4 separate regions of the Zea mays genome follow, and all the other regions are linked to region 1. A link is a contact called in public Hi-C data. All regions are on one chromosome and are shown on one strand. The core of a region is the stretch at or near the end of the contact, and the rest is flanking DNA. Distances in the headings are between cores, read along the strand shown. Region 1 holds the start of LOC103626837. Region 2 holds the start of LOC103626839 (protein MONOCULM 1). Region 3 has its middle 50 kb from the start of LOC109939943. Region 4 holds the start of LOC100274137 (putative beta-ketoacyl synthase family protein).

Region 1 (4,588 bases), core at 705-3,204:
AACTCTGAGTAAACAATAATAGCCATGAACAAATAAGTAAACAACAGCAGCACAGGTTTTTCATCTGGCTTAATCAAGGACCTATAAGTCTGAGCCACGAACAAATAATAACCGCATGTTCAGGTATAAATACACATAATCGTCCAGTGACCTGCGTAATTAAAACTGAACAATTTCGGATAATCATTTATCAGAGGAAAGCAACTGAAAACTTCAGTTCTTAAGAAAATATATCACATATGCAAATAGCAAACTCATTTCAAGGCCCACTGATGTGTCAGAAAAAAATTTAGATACAGTCTTATTCAACCTGTGAAGAGTCAACAGTTTGGAGAATTAACATCCCATGGATATCACATAAATCAATGCTACCACGAAGCACTAACCACATTAATATCTATAAGGCATTCCTTCTGAAGTAGTTAATTGTTTCACTGCAAGGGTCTGGAATCAACTTTGTGCTTAAATGATTACTATGTTTGCCATCAGTGCCTGCCGTTTTCTAAGACCATGCAGAAGAACATCTTTTCTCCATGTACTGTGATATTTCAATCTACATGGTATCCTTAATTCTTCACAGTGGGATTTGAATGTATACACTGTCGATACAGGATAACTCAAATAAACCTAGCTCAATTCAGAAGAACTAGTTGATGAAATCCTAGAAATGATTAGGGGTGGAAAGAATACCAATATTAATCTACCACACCAAGGGGCAAGGATATGAAAGGAAGAGTGGGTTATCCACTTTAGAGAGGTGTCATATGAAAACAGATACTAAAATGCATTTGCAGTGGCATTGCAGCACTCCTACCTTTTCTGAATTCTTGAATATACAGATCACGAGATGGAGGTATGAGATTTGCCACTAGTGCTCAGTTCCAGTTGCTTAAAACACAAAGATAATGCAAAGTATAATCTTACCATTAATATTTAGCTTCACGGAAACACAGCATGACAGCAATGATAGCACTGGGACACTAATCAGAATCACCTAAAAGGGAGATTTTTGCCTTGCTTGCATACTGCATTCGCTTACATAATGCTAATTTCACACATGAATATGATTTTATATACAAAACTTTAGTATATCATGTAGTATCAAAACAAGTATAAAAACCAGAGTATTACTCCATTGTTCAGGCTTAAAGGAACTTTGATAAGATCACAGTAAATTTTCTTCAGTTTCATATTGATATTTTGTGATATGCATTGTATTGGACAATAAAAAACACAGTGAATACACAGTTATTGAATTCTGGTTACTCCACTCTACGGAATACATCATGTGGATCCTTAAATGGACAAATTGTGTGAAATAAGAAAACACTCACGTAGTGGCACGGATCAACATTTCTGTGCAGCAACAAAGGCTCAGATGAATTATGTGAAATAGGAGAACACTCACATTGATCCACATTTAATTCTACAAAGACTGAGCACAGATGTTTAGTACATTATTGCAACGCTATGAGGTTCTGTGAACATGTGAACCAAAGGAGGCCCTCTGCACGGCAGCGTCCACCGCTGTCACACGTCATCCCCGGCGCCGTCGAGCGCCTTGAGGCCCTCCGCCACCGCCCGCGCACGATTCTGAGCCTGCCTCTCCACCGCCACGAAGTAGAGGCCTGTACGGAAACACCAGCGGCGCGGGACCGCGGCAACGGGAAGAAACGGTTAGGGGAAGACCGCGACAGGATGGATAGAGCAGAGCAGCAGGGGCTAGGGTTTTTAGTTACGGGCGCTTACTCACGGCGCTGCCCAGGGCGCAAATCCAGAGGATGCGTTGCGACCACCTGTCTCCCACCACGCCCCGGCCTCCCAGCCCCATACTCCGGTCGCTGCCGCCGGCAAAATCGGATCGCTTCGACTTGGGCTCTGTCGTCTCCGTCGCCGACCGGTCCGGCGATTCGCGGCGTGCGAGCGCGCTCGACGAGTGGGCTCTATGTCTGAGATATCAGCCTGCCTTTTTGGGCTTGGGCCGTTTGAGAGAGAAGCGCTGCGGCCTGGACCGAAGGAATATGGGATCTTTCAATTTTTCTCTCTCAAAAACAAGGTAAGAAGAACAACTACAACATGTTCTCTCTCAAAAAGAAAAGAATTCAACTTTAGTTCGAAAAAGAAAAGATATCTGAGATCTTTCAATTTTTAATAACAGGTTGTTTTTAGAGCTGGAGCTGATATTTTAGAGACTTGGGGTGGATCCAAATATCGGGGTCTCTTCTATATAATATAAGTTTACTTGTATAGTATTTTAAAAGATTTTCTATATTTTTTATGCAAAGTCATCAATGATGGTGTTGATATCAACCTCAACAAACAATTATTTTTCAATACATAAAGTTGTTAAACCGTTTAGTTGTCCTTAAGACATTGTATATTTTAAATAGTTCTTCAATAATTTTAATTTTAAAAAGTTTCTTTTAGCTGACCGTCATATGTATGGTAAATAAGATCTGGTAAACAATAAATATACTATGATAATAATTCATCTTTTGATATACAAAAAAATTTACATGGAATTCAATGATGTTTCTCCCAAACTTAACTTTAGTTTTTAATCATTTTTAGGATTTTTTAGTGGACCAAAATTAAAATACCTATATAAGGAAGACATGAGAAGGAGCCATCAAATTTGGGGGCCCAGGGCGGCCACCTGGTGGCCCGCTATCCAAATCTGCTCTTGGTTGTTTTGTTTAGTGTGACGTGTTGAAGTGTGAAATTCAAATAAAATAGTAAAAAGGTGAATGATCAAGTAATTAGAATAACTTGTATTTTATATTGACTAGCATATAGTCCATGTTAACGCTACGACCCCGGAGAAGGAAGGGGTCGACAACGACGACGGTAGTGTGAGAGGAAGGTGTAAGTGCAATCAACCCCAATTGAGGGTTTTGGTGATTAAATGACAAAACAGATAAGGTTTCTAACAAGTTTACTCCTAGTGAATATTCAGTGTCAGTAAAGATAAAAGGAGTAACAACTATAACTAAAAAAGGAAAAAGGAAGCATTAAGGACAAAGGAAATACATCAAGTGGTGCCTTGAAAAGTTTCCATACGATGATTGTGTAAAACTTTCTATATTTCTTGAGTTGCAGGATTTATTTCTTCCTTGTTAGTTTTTGCACAGATAATGGTGTTTGCTATTGTTCAAGCCTCTAAATTCAAAGGCTATTTTGAAAACCAAATTCTTTGGACACTCTGTAAGTTCGACTTTTCTTCAGCTGAGTTGAACTTAACTTCAGCTGAGTTGAGCTTTTCTTCACCTGAGTTGAGCTTTTCTTCAACTGAGTTGAACTTGACTTCATCTGAGTTGAGCTTTCCTTCACCTGAGTTGAACTTTTCTTCAGCTGAGTTAAACTTAACTTCAGCTGAGTTGAGCTTTTCTTCAGCTGAGTTGAGCTTTTCTTCAGCTGAGTTGATCTTGACTTCGGCTGAGTTAAACTTAACTTCAGCTGAGTTTAGCTTTTTTCGGGTGAGTTGAACTTGACTTCTGCTGAGTTGAACTTTACTTCAGTTTAGTTGAACTTAACTTTAGCTGAGTTGAGCTTTTCTTCAGCTGAGTTGAACTTGACTTCAGCTGAGTTGAACTTGACCTCAACTATGAAACTCTCTAGTCAATACCATTTGAACTGGCCCTAGGGGCGATTCAACCGGTGTCAGGGTTAGCTGACCAGTCTGACTTGCTGTCTGCTAGTCTGACTGGCAGACTGATTGTAAATCTGACCACCAGGCGGTTAAACCGGGCCTAGGGGTGGATCAACCGGCCCTGCACAGAAAAGTTCAGCCCAATAGCTCTTTTTGAGGAGACTCTATAAATACCCCACATACCTCTCTCCTCATTGACCCTAGTCACTCCGCGCACTTATTGCTCACCTAACTTGAGACAAAGCACTCTTCCTCTCTCTCACTCGATCTAGCTCTTAAATCAATCAATTGAAGGAGCCCCTTTAGTGGGAGGTTTGTGCTTGTGACCTTCGGATTTGATTTTTCTCTATGTTCTCTTTCTCATCTCTTGAGCTTGTTGCAAACACCTCTTGTGCGAACTTGTTGTTCTTGGAACCTTCAAGTTCCTTGACGGATTGAGGTTGCTTGGGAGTCTCCAAAGTTGTGGACGATTGTCACACCCGGATTTTAGGGGTCCAAAACCCGGGGTTGACATAAACACCAGGTATGCTGGGACCAAGTCTCATACATATGATGTATAGTGGCACAGGATCGAATGTCACAACTTTATATATAACAGGAGTTCTATACAAAATAAATAATTACATTATAAGGAGACAACGGTCCAGCAACCCAAAGTTGACTGGGAGACGACGACCTAGACCTCTCACGAACTCATCGCAGCATCCTCTATGAGCATCATCCTGCAGTACCTGTTCTTGACCTGTGGTGTATGTGAGACAGCAAGAGTGAGCTCACATACGTTCATCGCTCAACAAGTTGTGGGGAATAATGTGCATGAACTCGCCAAAGGTGGGAGCTCACGTGAAGTGTAAGGCTTACCAAAGAAGATGGTTAGAGCTGAGCATTGCTTTTAAAGTTGGTCAAAATTTTATTAGCAGTTACTAAGTATAAGTAAAT
Region 2 (4,951 bases), core at 391-2,890, 350 kb before region 1:
TCACGTTGTCTATTGCCAAGACGAAACCGCCATGAGCGGCCGCGTCTGCCAGCCGAGGAAGCACGCGCCGCGTGCCTCCTCGGCGACGTACCCCTCCGACGGGTAGTGCAGCCGCAGCAGCAGCCGCGCCTGCGACACCGCGAACGCGCTGAGCGGCCGAGGCGAGAGCCCGGCGGTACGCGCGGCGGAGGCCCACGCATCGAACCCCCAGGAGTGTTCGCCGACGCGACCCGGCGTCAGCGCCGCGTCGATCTCTCTGCCGAGGACCTCGCTCTCCACCAAGAGGCGGTCAGCGCTGCCCGGCGGCACCGTCGCCTCCAGGGCGTCGAACACGGCCGAGTAGTAGCTCATCGCCGCAGTCACCCGCCGCGGCAGGTCATCGGAACAGTCGTCGCTGCCGATGCTATTGGCTTCCTTCTCGGCGATGGTCACCACGGCGGGGTTCATGGATTTAACCCACTTCAGGAACGTGGCGACCTCGCCCTCGCCGCCGAGCCTGTGCAGGAAGAGCACGCAGTTGACGGCCAGAGTCTCGTCCGAGTGCAGCTCCAGCCCGGTGTTCGGGTCGGCGGCGAGCTGCACGGAGTAGGGGAGGTGGAGCGGGTGGAAACGGAAGGGGAGGTTCAGTGAGCTGGCGAAGGCGCGGAGACGGTCCCCCGTGCGGAGGAGCACGTCGCGGTCGGGTCCAGCGCCGGTGATCCGGACCTCAAGCGGACCGACGGCGGGGTCCGCGCGGTTAGCGATGGCTTGGAGCAGCGGCGGCCACTGCACGCCGTGCGCGGCATCAAGGTCGACGATGTGCAACCGCCGCGCGCCGCCGCTGGTGCTAGCGGCGGCGTCGAGGATCGCCTGGTTGGCCGTCAGGTGCGCGAACCGCAGAAACGGCGCGATCTGGTTGTACGCCAGGTACGCCGTCGGCCCCGGGGGCGCAGGCGGCGGAGCCCCTCCCGCGGGCGCCGCGGCGACGTCGCCGCCCCCGGCGGCGGCCGCCTTGTCGTCCACGAGGCGAGCGAGCGCGCGGGCGAAGTGGTGCGCGAGGCGGTCGGCCGCGTCGCCCCGCTGGTCCATGGTGGACAGGACCTCAGCCGTCGCGCGCCGGGCGCCGTCGACGTCGCCGCGGTGGAGGAGACCGGCGCTCGCGACCACGAGACCTCTTGGCGAGGAGGGAGCATCGTCGGCTGCTGCTGCTGCGGCGGCGGCGGCTTGCTCCTGCGCGCGCTCCGCGGCGTCGTCGCCGTCGTGGCCGGGTGCGCCGAGCATGGCGGCGTCAGGACGCGGTGGGCGCAAAGGCGCATGGCTCGGGCGGGTTAATAGCTGCGCCGGCCGGGTAGCATGTGCACGGGCAGGGGCAGCAGCTTGTGTCACAGGACATGCTCAGCTTGCGGTAACATGGAGATTCAGATTTCGGAGACACACAGAGTCACAGAGATGCCTCCGTGCTTGTGCAGAGAGAGAGAGAGAGAGAGAGAGAGAGAGATTAGCAACGGCTTGGCTGTCGACTTGGCAACCTGAAGTGTCTTTTCTCTAGTAGACGAGAGGAAAGGTGGCAAGGTGCATCTGTATTCTTGCACCTAGTGGATTTTGGGTGAGAATGGTCAAGTGGCTGCTTCCTCCTGGTGTGTGTGTGTTAGAGAGGGAAGGGGGAGCTTAGGGGAATCTAAGCTCTATCTAGCTAATTAATATTTTATTCTAAATTATATTTATTTCAGTTTAAGTATATATATTTTGCTATTCTAAATCCTAGGCAACCACTATAATAGGAAGCCACCAAAATAAGTCATAATCCATCGAAATTAGTCTATTTTCAGCGACATATGACCTATTTTCGGCGGTTTCTGGCCGCCATAAAATATAGTCGAAAATTAGCTACTATTTTCAACAACAATATAATCATAACATTATGAAATCAACAAAAATTCTCGGAATTACACACATTCACCAAAAATATCACAAGTCCTCACAAATACATCACAGTCCACCAAAATACCTCACAAATTCATTATAATCCACAAACTCACAATTCCATCACAATACATCAGAATCTATCACATCAACCAAATTCACCACACTACAAGAGAAAGAAGTATTGACGACCAAAAATAGACGACCACGTAAAATATGTGGTCGTAAGGACTGTTGGAGGCACAACACCGCCACATCCCAATGAACCGACGACCAGAAAAAAATACGGTCGTTGTTTTCAAATAAGACTGGTCGCTAATGAAGTATAATAACCATATGTACGAAGAGTGACCGACAACCAAAACTAATCGAAACAAGGCGCGAAAAATTATCAGATTCCCGGGCTTGGTTTCCCTCATACGAAGCATATTTGGTAACTGCTTATACGCAGATTCATTAGGCCCCGATCTCCTCCCCTTCCTCTCTCGATCTCCTCCATTGCACAGATCCGAAATTCATAGCAGCAGCAATGGGAGAACCCATCCCTAATCTCTCCGGCCACCAAGATCCTCCCCCCTCTGCCCGTAGGAGGCAGCAGCAAGCATCTCCCCTCCCAGGTGACCACATCCTCCTCTTGCCCCGCTGCAATTTTCTCAACCATCCTTGGTGAGCAGGTCCTCCACCCCTCCGCCCAGAGAAGGCAGCTGCTGGAATCACCTCTCCCAGGCGACTACATCCTCCTCCTACTCCTCTCCTCCCCAGCTGCAGTTCGCACACCCTCAAAGGGCACTTTGTTTTGGCAAAGGTGTGTTCCTGCTCTTATTTTCTTTCTAATAAGAAGTAATAATTAGGGTGACTTGTAATACGTAGGTTACTGTGAGGCTTATTGTGCCATTATGTGAAGTTCATATAGGAATTTCTTATATCATGATTAAAGGTGTGCTGCACTCCACAAACTGATGTGCTCCAGTAATTAGATATATTAGGTAAAGCATAGAAGACAAGCATTATAGAAAACTAAAAATTGTAGGCATTTGTGAATTATAGAATTGTAGATAAATCTTTGTTGCAAACTATCTTGTAAAGCCACAAACCGAAATCTGTTGTGAAGTTTAATTAGTGAATTACATATGAATTTGTGTTGAAAAGCAATCTATTGCTACAGGTTAGTTCATAAGCAATTTTTATTACATTTATGGCACCAAGTAAGGCATGGATGGATCTAGTTGATGATCGGCTTAGTGCTGAATGTTGGGATGCTATGTCATCAAAAAAGGATATTTATCTGAATGGGGTAAACAAGTTCTTGGATTATGCATTCAGTAGGACTGGTGATGGAGGTAAAATTAGGTGTCCCTGTATAAAGTGTTGCAATACATACAACTTGTCTTGTGAGGTTGTGTATTCACATCTGATGGCTTATGGAATCATAAGAAGCTACACCTTTTGGTATCATCATGGGGAAATTTTGGGAGAATATGAGAATGATTTAGAAGTGGAAGATGACGATGAATCTGCTGATGGAATGCAGGAGCTGATGGAGGATCTATTCCCTCAGAATAACCTCCCCGGAAGTGACACAATGGCAGACCCATCTTCTAGTGATTTTTTTGAAGAGAAACCAAATGGGGAAGCTATGAAGTTTTATAATTTGCTTAGTGACTTGAACAGACCTCTTTATCATGGATCCAATACCACTAAATTATCTGCGCTTGTAAAGTTACTTAATGTTAAGAATATGGGAACGTGGAGTAATAAGACCTTCACAGATTTACTAGATACACTTCTGAAGGACTTTTTACCTAATAACTCTACTTTGCCAAGCTCTTACTATGATGCAAAAAAGACTATTAATGAACTAGGGCTTAGTTACAAAAAAATTGATGCTTGTAAGAATGATTGTATGTTGTATTGGAAAGAAGAAGCAATGGCTGATTTTTGCAAGATATGTGGAAGGTCAAGATGGAAGCAAGACAAGCATTCAGGTGAAAACAAGTAGTCAGGAAAAGGGAAAAATCCCTGAAAAAACTTTACGTTATTTCCCTCTGAAACCAAGGCTACAACGATTGTACATGTCTCGAAGAATAGCTACTTTCTTGACATGGCATAGTGATGGTAGAGCGGACGATGGAGTGATGCGGCATCCAGCAGATTCCAAAGCATGGAAGAATTTTGATGAGCTGCACCCTTCTTTTGCATCTGACCCTCGTAATATCAGGCTATGCCTTGCTGCTGATGGTTTCCAACCATTTTCTAACATCCGATTATCTCATACCATTTGGCCTATATTTCTCATCCCGCTGAACTTACCTCCTTGGATGTGTATGAAGCAACATAATGTAATCCTCTCCATGTTGATTCCTGGACGGGAAGAACCTGGGGATGCGATTGATATTTACCTGCAACCATTAATTGATGAATTGATTGAGCTTTGGGAGGAGGGTGTTGACACATATGATTCATCAAAAAGATAAATTTTACTCTCAGAGCAGCCATTCTTTGGACAGTCCATGATTTCCCAGCTTATGCAAATCTGTCAGGATATAGCACCAAGGGAAAGCTAGCATGTCCAATTTGCCACAAAGAAACTTGTTCGTTGTGGTTACCAAACGGTCGAAAATTTTGTTACATGGGTCATAGACGCTTTCTGCCTAAAGGTCACCGATGGAGAAATGACAAAGCCTCATTTGATGGAACTAGAGAAGTACGTAGCCCAGCGGAACCCTTAACTGGAGATGAAGTGCTGCATCAAGTGGACGATCTGGAGGGGATTATTTTGTCCAAGGATAAGAGCAAGAAGACTAAGATTTCACACGATGAGAGGGGGATAATTGGACTAAGAAGAGCATATTTTTTAAATTGCCATATTGCAAAACACTTCTGCTGAGGCATAATTTAGATGTGATGCATATAGAGAAGAACATATGTGATTGTATTATTGAAACTGTTTTGGGCATAAAAGGCAAAACAAAGGATAACGATAAATCTCATCTTGATTTGAAAGAAATGAATTTAAAGCCACATTTGCATCCTGTTGAAGATGGTGGAA
Region 3 (4,629 bases), core at 198-2,697, 480 kb after region 1:
GATCTCATGCGAGCGCTTTTTCACACGCGAGCGTTCTTCTCCCCTCTACACTCATGAATTTTCAACCAAACAAAGAACGGAGTGGCTCTACTCTACTCTTTAACCACACAAAAAATAAAGTGACTTGCCAAACGGAGAATATAATGACTATTCTCAAAAACTAGAATAAAACTATTTTATTTTAATTGACTCTCTAACCAGCCGTTAGTGACAAACTAGTAACCCAGCCGTTCTTGCATTGGTCAAAATTCCACGAGGTGAAACACTGCAACCACAACGTCCTGATCGGGTAGTTTATTGGATGTTCGGCTTGAGAAATTATGACACATTTCTGTAAACTAATCCCTTACAAGCACGTGAACAAGGAAAAGATTTAAATGTGGATTCATATCTCCATGTATTTGGAATTTAGAAAAAAAGTATTTGAAAATTTAGAGAAAAAGAAAAAGGATTTCCTTCTCTCCCCCCTTCCCACGCTCCCTTTCGGCATAGTCGGCCCGCGCGCGCCCCTTCCCCCCTTCCTATCTCTTGGACAGTTGGGTTCACGCATCAGCCCCCTTTCCTTCTTCCTCGCGTCCGTGCCGTGCCGCCCACGTCGAGCCACCCTCGTTTGGTTCCTTGCCAGAAGTGGAGCATGCTGAGACCCCCTTTCCCCACAATCTCGTTCGATCTCACCTTTCCGTTGGCGCGCATTTCTTTTCCTTTCTGCTTGTCGTTTATGAAAACCGGCGGAGCTCGATCCCCCCTCTGATTCCTGCCGATTTGGAGCCCGATTCACCCCAACTTCACCTCTATGAGCTAGTTTGGAAACTCAAATCCTCTTCGAAATTGAAGGGAATTAGAGAGTAAATTAGTTTATTTCCACCTCAATCACGAAGGGGATTTGAGGTTCCCAAAGTAGCCGTATAAGTACCATCCGAGCCCCTGCCATCGATTCCACATACCAGCACCCCCTTCTGTGCCTCGCATCTCAATGCCTGCGCTCACCATCGCCGTCGCACTGTCGTCGCCTGTGGCCAAGGACACTCAGTGCCCCTCCGTCCACGTTGAAGCCGTTGTCGTGATCACCGGAGCTCGCTGTTGTTTCCCCGAGCTCTCTCGGTCCTCTGGCAAGCCCAGTCATGGTGCCCTGACCTCGCCAGAGTCTGTTGCGCCGCCACCTCTCGTCGCCTTCAATACCTTGACCCCCTCGGTGAGGCCCCACTGTGTTCGCCATTACCCCAGCTACCTCTCGAACCGTTTACCCAGCATGTTTAGCCCCAAGAGCGCCATTCTGGCCAACTTCGGTGATGTGTCGGTCGTGCACCGCCGCACGCCATGCCTCCCTCCGCCGCACCCCTTCGCCCCAGCACGCTGACTGCGGAGCTGCGCGCGCATGCGAGCCATGCGATCTGGTTCACTAGATCCAGATCGAGCGATCGATATTAGTTCAGCCAAGTCGGCTCGCCCGTTTTAGTCGTAGCGCTCGGATCTTGATCGGACAGCCATCGATGGCCGATACCCCTTTGCCCGAGCCGCATCGTCGGTTTTGTCAATAACCCCCTGAGTTAGTGTTTATTCACTGGACGATCTCCATAGTTCAAAGATCATTTCAGTTAGGTCCTAAATCTTATGGTTTAGCCCCTGCGCTCTTGAAGAATAGAACCCGCTATCCACCCTGCTATTTTAGCACCCTAGCCCCTCAGTTTTTGTGTTAAAGACTACAAGCCTCTGAACTTTTCATAGTAGCCTTGTAACTTATTTTTCTATTACAAAAGGTCCCTGCAATAATGTTTTCTTCATAACTTGACCATTTTAGATCCAAATAAATTGGTTTCTATTTTGCTAGTTTCCTAAAATTATGCTAAACCTTTTATGATGGGTTTTTCAGCAGTTTCTTTATAACCAAAATTTAAGATATTTTGAGATAATTATTTATACCTTCTTTTGTTTAATTGATGGTGTATGTTTTCTTGAATGGTGTATGTTTTCTTTATTTTGTATGCCTTCTATTAGAAGACACTTTTGTGTTAGAAAATCAGGATCAGTTCGAAGGAGAACCTCATGACTTTTTGTGAAGAAGGCAAGTGGAGTTCTCCCCCTGCATATTCTATTTGATCCCAATCACACCATGATAATTAAGTTTACTCTTGTGAAGAAGGCAAGTGGAGTTCTCCCCCTGCATATTCTATTTGATCCCAATCACACCATGATAAAGTTTACTCTTGTGATATGCATAATTTTGATGGGATTACCTATTTAGCAATACCTAGTCTTTACCAACCCATCTACCTCGATTTAACCTGGTGTTGCGCTATTGCTTTTGAATCCTTTGGGATGTCAAAAACAAGACAACATAAATTAGCATGTTGTTCGCTTCTTCCTTCATTTAACCTCTTTCTGAAGGTCATATTAAAGAAGAAGGTGACAAATAAAGAATTCTCATATCTCTAACAAGAATAGAAAGTGCAAATAATAAGGAACAAGTCCTCTAACTTATCTGCATATTCATCTCAAATTTCATTCATGGTAATGTGATAAACAATTACAAGCATACCTTCGGCTTTACACGAATGAGAGCTCGAAGGTAACTTGGGAAGCTGAACAACTGGGAGTATTCTCTCCTCTAAAAAATGTAAATTTATGCATGACACTGTTCCTCTATTTATAGGGGAGAGATACAACTTCATATGAAATTACAAGTATGTCCACAAAGCTTGTACATATGGTTTACAAATGACACAAATGTATTATTGTCTTCTATCTCTATCATCTTGTCATCAGAATCTTGTAAACACCTTCTTCCAACCTCGTTTGACTTCTATCTTTGTCTTCCCGTATTTTTATGACGAAGCTAATGCCTTCATCTTTTTCTTGATTTGTTCTGAAGGTGGCTATTGTCGAAGCACCTTCAACACTTAGAGATGTATCAGGAAATAGTGGTTAACTGTGTGTTTTTAGGACCTTCGAAGGACAAAGGCCCTCAACAGTAGCCCCTCACAGTATTAGTTCGTTTTCTTGCAACAAACTCAGATTAGGAAATGAACGGATGCCTTGTGCTGAAGGTCCAAAAAACACCTTCCCATCGCTACACAGCAAAATTTCTAAAATGCGAGCCACTCTGCAGTGGTAGTTTTTTTTTATTTTCCTCTCTCGTCTTTTTTACTCATCCCTGACTCTGGACTTTGCGTATAAATAGAATGACCACTATAAGTATTTATCGTGCCATTCTGCTATTTTGTTGCTTTGAGCCAAAGGTTGTCACTCAGAGTTACACTTGTTTTAGCTTCAGTTGTTTTTAGTTTTGGCTAAGATGGCCGAGGGGAGCAAGAGTGAGGAGCTTGCGCTTGCCGGGTTTCACGAGGCCATGGAGAACAGTAACACTACAAAGAGTACTAACGACATATTGGTCGGACTATGGGACGATTCCGAGGATAACAAGGATTTTGATTTCGAGAGAGGCTTATGATGCCGAAGAGTGACCCTAGAAACCAAATCATGTTAACTTTGGGAAATTAGCTATGAAGAGAGGACATATTGATGCTATGAAAGGTAAATATTTTCACGATGTTTCCATAGTGAGGCCTAGTGGGGAGAGCACTGTTCATCTTCCTGAAAAAGCTGAAGTGGTTGCTCACCGAAGCTTTTTGAAGGCTGGGCTGCGCTTTCCTCTTCACAAAATGTTGGTCGAGGTTCTAAAAAGGTTCAAAATATACCTTCATCAGCTTACTCCCGAAGCTCTGATTAAGGTTGGGATTTTTATCTGGGCAGTAAGGAGTCAGGGTTTGGAGCCAAATACTGACTATTTCTACAACATCCACGAGGTGTTTTATGAAACAAAATCTACCAGAAAAGAGCAATATCATAATAAATTCGGTTGCTACAACTTCGTATACTGGCCAGATGCCAGGTATCCTGTTCCAACTTTTCGATAGAAATGGCCTAGCTCGTGGATGACTTGGACAAGAGGGAGGACATTAAGAGTATAATTCAGTGGCCTATCCGATCTCGCTATTGTGAAGACAGAAGAGGCCCAACATACTTAGTAACATTTAATGCTGTGTGAAATTACATTTGCACCAAATATTTAGGCCAGTATCATATAGCTTTCAAAGTTTGGCCCCTTGTCAATGAATGGGAAATGCCGAAGGAGATTGAGGACAGGTCAAGCTAGATTGTCAGAGAAGGTGGTTTGGTATATCTGAAATATATATATTGATAGAGAAATCAATTTGGTGAACCTGATGACGAATGGATTGAAGCTATTCAACCAACTTGTGATGAAATGTTGGGAGCTTATACCAAAGCTGAAGACGAAGCAATGAATACCACATTTGGCGCCTGAGGAAAGAGAAGGTTAAACATGGTGTTTGATATTATTGGTTTTATCTATCCTGACTATTGTTTCCCTGTCCGAGGGAAGGGTTAAAAGAGGAAAAGTGCTCTAAAATCTCCTTCATGTGCTCCAAAGCAGAAAAGAGTGAAGATTCTGGCAAATCGACTGAAATCATACTATATTGAAAGGGTGGCAGTAATACCTGCACTCCCGACCACCGTGTCGGATGAGACGAAGGCTTTGTATCTGAAGGATGACTCTTCAGTTATTTTGAAGGTAACATACCTTGATTTTTACTCTGACTGGCTTAGTTT
Region 4 (4,792 bases), core at 2,133-4,632, 450 kb before region 1:
AGCTCAAATATGCAGCATAAAACAACAAAGGCGCATATGATTTTGCACCTGGTCCAAAGCACGCTTCATGGCTAAAATAGCACCTCTACCACCACTTTGTGGCTGAGTTATGTGGTGTGCATCACCTGGGAAAAACTGAGCTTCATAATCTGGCATATACTAATGACAGAAACAACCTTTGTGTTCAAGACATAAACAATCTTCATTGAGGAATAACAAGGGTACCAGACATTCCGTAGCCTCGAACTTCAGCATATATTTTTGCACCGCGTTCCTTTGCATGATCAAGTGCCTGTAGAGAAGTGGATGGTTAAACTATGAAATAATTAGGGTGCCCTAGGATAATTTTTGACAAAACATAGGGAGGTAAACAAGGTTTTAAAGTCGTCCAACTAATCGCGATTAGTCGCGATTAGTCGGCCTTATCGCCGGAGTAAGCACGATTAGGAGCTTCGACTCGATTAGGCCAACTAGGAACCGATTAGTCGTTCTAGTCACCGACTAATCGCGATTAGTCACCCGATTAGGTGTTATGACCGACTAGTTTATGCCTGGTTTGGGCCTGTAATCTGTCCTATGTTCTATGGGTTGGCGGCCGGCCCACCATCTCTACAGTAAAAAGTAGAAACCCTGTGTTGCCCTACTGTACCACAGCAGCCGCACAGTAGCCGTCGCCCCTTCTCCAGCGTGCGACTGCGCCCCCTCTACTCCGGCGGCTCTCTGCTCCATCGTGTGGCTGCTGCAGAGGCTTGTGCTCGAGCCTCCGCCCTCCAGTGTGCAGCGCCCGCCTCCGCTCCATGCCTCCACCGGTGTCCACCGTCCAGCGTGCAGCCATCCTAAACTTCAGAGTTCAGACTTCTTCATAGTTCAGACTTCCTGACCACCCTAGAGAACATCAGACTTCTTCAGAGTTCACAGTTCATAATCTGTTCTGAACTTCAGACCGAGATGAGCACCTCTTCAGACGGTAATGCCTTTGTTCTTTTGCTTGTTCACTTGTTCAGCAGTATTGTGCGTGCCTGCTACAACTATAGTGTACTAATGTATTGCAGTCCTGCTACAACTATATATATACATATGGTTTTGTTATGGTGTACTACTATAAAATGACTAGGCTCGACTATATACATATGGTTTTGTTATGGTGTACTACTATATACATATGGTTTTGTTATGGTTTTGTTAGGAGTTGACTAGGCTCGACTAATCGCGATTAGTCACCTTATCGGTGTTCAAGTGACTAGAGTCGACTAGCCGACTTTAAAACCTGGAGGTAAATAATCTACAATACGTATAAAATGAGCAGAGAGTGGAAATGTCAAGAAAAGACAGGCATTGCTCTTCAATACTGCCTTGTGTGTTACTGGAAGTAATGATTGGTTTTAAGCAACAATACCTAAAGTCCCAAACCACTCACCTCCAAAACCATGACCCCACAGCCCTCACCAATCCTATTCATCAGTTTAGAACAAATGGTAAGAGCATGGAAAAAAGAATAAGCAGAAGATTAAACACAGACAAAATCTAACAGTGGCATGACATACACAAATCCATCTCTACCGCAATCAAAAGGTCTTGAAGCTAAAAGTGGAGAGGAATTATATTTTGTAGACAATGCTCTTAACCTGCAAAATGTAAATGAAAAATGGAATAAGGTATTGGTTGGTCGCACTAATAAGGAGGAAAACTACATATCGATCAGCAACAGTGGGCAAAAGCCAAAACATGAAGGTACCTAAAGTTTGCAAATTTGCATTTACATTTGAGTGGTTGTTAGTGGATGCGAAAAAATGGGTTCTCTATTGCTTACTACAACCCTCATATTCAGTGATGTCTCCTAATAACCATAGTAAAGCATAAAAGGAAAGCACACACAGTACTATTTTTTGCAAGCAAAACATACAGTAGTGTTTTGGAAGACAGACAAAACAAAACATTTGGGAACATACTTACCTAGAAAATCCCGCTATAGACAAAGCATCAATATTGGACTCAGTTCCACCAGCCACCATCACATCGGCATCACCAAATTGGATCATCCTAGTAGCATCGCCAATAGAGTGAGCACCAGTGGCGCAAGCTGTCACAGCAGCATGGTTTGGACCCTAAGCTAGAAGCATGACTACTACTATTAACATCCATTCAATGAAAAACCATAGCTATTCTAAATGGCAACAAGGAAGATCACCTGGAAACCATATCTCATGCTGACATGACCTGATGCCATGTTGATCAAAATCTTGGGGATGAAGTATGGGCTGAGACGACGTAGACGCTGTTAAAAAAGGAAAAAAAAAACAACACTATACCTTTCAGGATTGGAAGTAACTAGAATATGATCATTTATATTGTGATGCATGTGTGTCATTGCAAGCCAAAAGCATGGCAACAAGATAAACCATATACATATTGGATTGCTTTTGGACATCTGGTGATCTGGTCTAAACAAGACTTCTAACATTGCATTTCCTCGATACATTCTCAACATATCATACAATAGATGAACAGAAGTTGAGATCATAGAAACACATATCAATGAAGAGGAATTATCTAACTGTTTGCAATCATCATTTAAAATGCATCATTTAAAATTGAACTACCATAGCATACAATGAGTGTTGGTGTTGCAAACAGCAAACTTGCAGTGCAGGAGCAAGGATACAAACATTTTCGATGATCATTTGTGATGCATCTAAGATATCGGAGATGCTTCCAATCCCTCCACCAATAGAGACTCCCTGATACAGCATTAATCAGACCCAGAACTCAAAAATACAAGTACGAATATGAAAATGAGCTTCTACAGAAGACACATGGTACCGTTCTTTCCTTCTTATCATCTTCGGAAGGCAACCAATTTGCATCTCTTAAAGCCTCATCAGCTGCACACAGAGCATAGGAAATAAATCCTGATACAGATTTATCCTGGAAACAAGAAAGTTCAATAAAAAATTAAGAACATGAAGTAAGCAAACAAATGGCACAATGATCGCGTACTCGCACATGGACACCGTGAGCAACAAAAGTAAAGCATGACACCTTGGTCCACGTGTCCTCGGCGAACTCGTCCTCGCCCTTCCCGCGCGGCACGGCGGCGACCACCCTGGACGGGAGCTGCTCGAGCGTCCTCCCCGCTGCTTCCTCCGGAAAGCGGAGGTCCTCTGCGGCGAGAGAGCGCACGGCGCATCTCCCCGCGACGAGGCGATCCCAGGTGGCGCCCACGCCGCGCGCCAGCGGCGTGACGGCGCCCAGCCCCGTCACGACCACGCGGCGACCCGCAGAGGGGCGCGGCGGCGGGAGCGTCTCCGCCTCCGCCGCCGAGGAGGAAGAGAGACCCCGGGTGAGGCGGGAAGCGCGGCGGAGGCAGCTCATCAGGCGGCTCGAGGACGGCGGCGTGGCCGTGGCTGTGTGGGACTGTGGGCTGTGGGAGACGGAGGCGGGCAGGAGCAGCCGACGAGTAAGGCCTCGAAGCCCGAAGCAACCGCTTTCTAGATGGGCCAAGGGAAGCAGGCTGACGGGCCATTACTGTGATGCAACGGACCTTTGAATTTTCTTGTCTATCTTTACTCTCTATCTCTTCTCTATCTCTGCCTCGTATAATCCACCACTTAAAACATCACTAAGTACACACAAAAAATTAACATAAATTATCTCACCATTAAAACCTACACTCTGTATTGCTTCATTTACCTCCTCCCTCTCCCTCTCAATTATATCCAACGGTCATAAATCTGTAGATCATCACTCACAAACCGCCCTCTCAACGCCCCGCACACAAGACCACAATTATGGGTGAAAACGGGTCGAGTATACCTAGAGATGGCAATGGGTACCCGCGACCCGATACCCGATGGGTATTTACTCCATTAGGGTATGTATATGGGCTAAATATTCTACCCGCGGGTTTGTTATTGGGCAAAAATCTTCACCCAATGGGTAAACGGGTATTAGAATGTTCCGCCTTCACCCATACCCGTTAACCCGTGGATATAAAATACCCAATATAAACTTAGCCCAAACATTAACTTGGGTTTTAGTCATCCATCCTTTTTACTACTTTTTAGGCCATAATGTAATAGAAGGCTTAACAACAATTTAATGACCATGTAATGGAACATATAATGTGCTATGTAGTACTATCCTAGTGTTACTATTTTATCCAATTATCTTTGGTGTGTTGAATGGATGGTTAAATAATGCTAGAAATTTTGTAATAGTATTTAGATGGATATACTTGACATTTGTATAATATAATGTTTTGATAGATTTTTAATTTTTGTGGGTACGGGTGACCCGATGGGTAACCCATACCCACATGGGTATGGGTATGGGGGTAAATTCATACCCGCCAATGTATATGGGTGACCCGATGGGGTTATTTTTGTGTCGTGGGTATGGGTATGAGGTAGTAATACTCGGTGGGTATTTACCCATTGCCATCTCTAAGTATACCCGTCGGGTATCGGATACGGATAGTGCAAATATTCGTTTTTTCGGATACGGATTCGGATATTTTTATATTCGGGACGGATACAAGTAATACTCGGATAATACAGTTTCAGATTCGGGTCGGATACGGGTACCCGGAATTCGAGTACCCGTTTTTTTCTTTTTCTGCATAATATAGTTATAAAATCATAACTTTTACATATAAAATCAGATGAAGAAAAGTTTATATGAAAATTGTAGAGCTCAAAGAGATCTATAACTTTGTAGTCTATCAATTTTTTGTTTAAACATATCTTTATGTCAAAATCAATGAAATAATATCCAAATTTATATCAAATTAATA

Evidence for each region. Hi-C and Micro-C count contacts between places; a contact is called where the count stands out from the background.
Region 2: a contact with region 1 is called in a Hi-C map of ear, with 2.2 times the contacts expected there. The contact joins the promoter of LOC103626839 here to the promoter of LOC103626837 in region 1. A contact is called at or near these places in 3 of 25 Hi-C or Micro-C datasets (ear, endosperm and tassel).
Region 3: a Hi-C map of tassel shows a contact between it and region 1, with 2.8 times the contacts expected there. The contact joins the enhancer-like site here to the promoter of LOC103626837 in region 1. A contact is called at or near these places in 3 of 25 Hi-C or Micro-C datasets (ear, leaf and tassel).
Region 4: a Hi-C map of tassel shows a contact between it and region 1, with 3 times the contacts expected there. The contact joins the promoter of LOC100274137 here to the promoter of LOC103626837 in region 1. A contact is called at or near these places in 4 of 25 Hi-C or Micro-C datasets (ear, leaf and tassel).

What each region holds. Positions count from the first base shown.
Region 1 is chr5:122,522,330-122,526,917 of Zm-B73-REFERENCE-NAM-5.0, reverse strand. It overlaps LOC103626837, which reads right to left and starts at 1,954. Exons shown (of 2, transcript XM_020537715.3): 1 at 1,750-1,954; 2 at 1,168-1,628. The coding sequence starts at 1,831. The coding sequence ends at 1,531.
Region 2 is chr5:122,875,343-122,880,293 of Zm-B73-REFERENCE-NAM-5.0, reverse strand. LOC103626839 (protein MONOCULM 1) reads right to left here and starts at 1,640. Exons shown (of 2, transcript XM_008647184.2): 1 at 1-1,640. The coding sequence starts at 1,260. The coding sequence ends at 10. It overlaps LOC103626838, which reads left to right and starts at 2,237. Exons shown (of 10, transcript XR_002262336.3): 1 at 2,237-4,951.
Region 3 is chr5:122,044,614-122,049,242 of Zm-B73-REFERENCE-NAM-5.0, reverse strand. No RefSeq gene overlaps it. Among protein-coding and RNA genes, the nearest start is that of LOC109939943, 50 kb to the left of the region's middle. Within about 2 kb of position 1,447, at least 17 of the 20 cell types and tissues checked have an H3K27ac peak or open chromatin away from gene starts, as enhancers often do. A contact at or near this core is called in ear, leaf and tassel, where this site is marked.
Region 4 is chr5:122,970,345-122,975,136 of Zm-B73-REFERENCE-NAM-5.0, reverse strand. It overlaps LOC100274137 (putative beta-ketoacyl synthase family protein), which reads right to left and starts at 3,382. Exons shown (of 13, transcript NM_001148515.1): 1 at 3,040-3,382; 2 at 2,821-2,925; 3 at 2,667-2,738; 4 at 2,189-2,275; 5 at 1,954-2,105; 6 at 1,545-1,625; 7 at 1,418-1,451; 8 at 226-292; 9 at 49-125. The coding sequence starts at 3,372.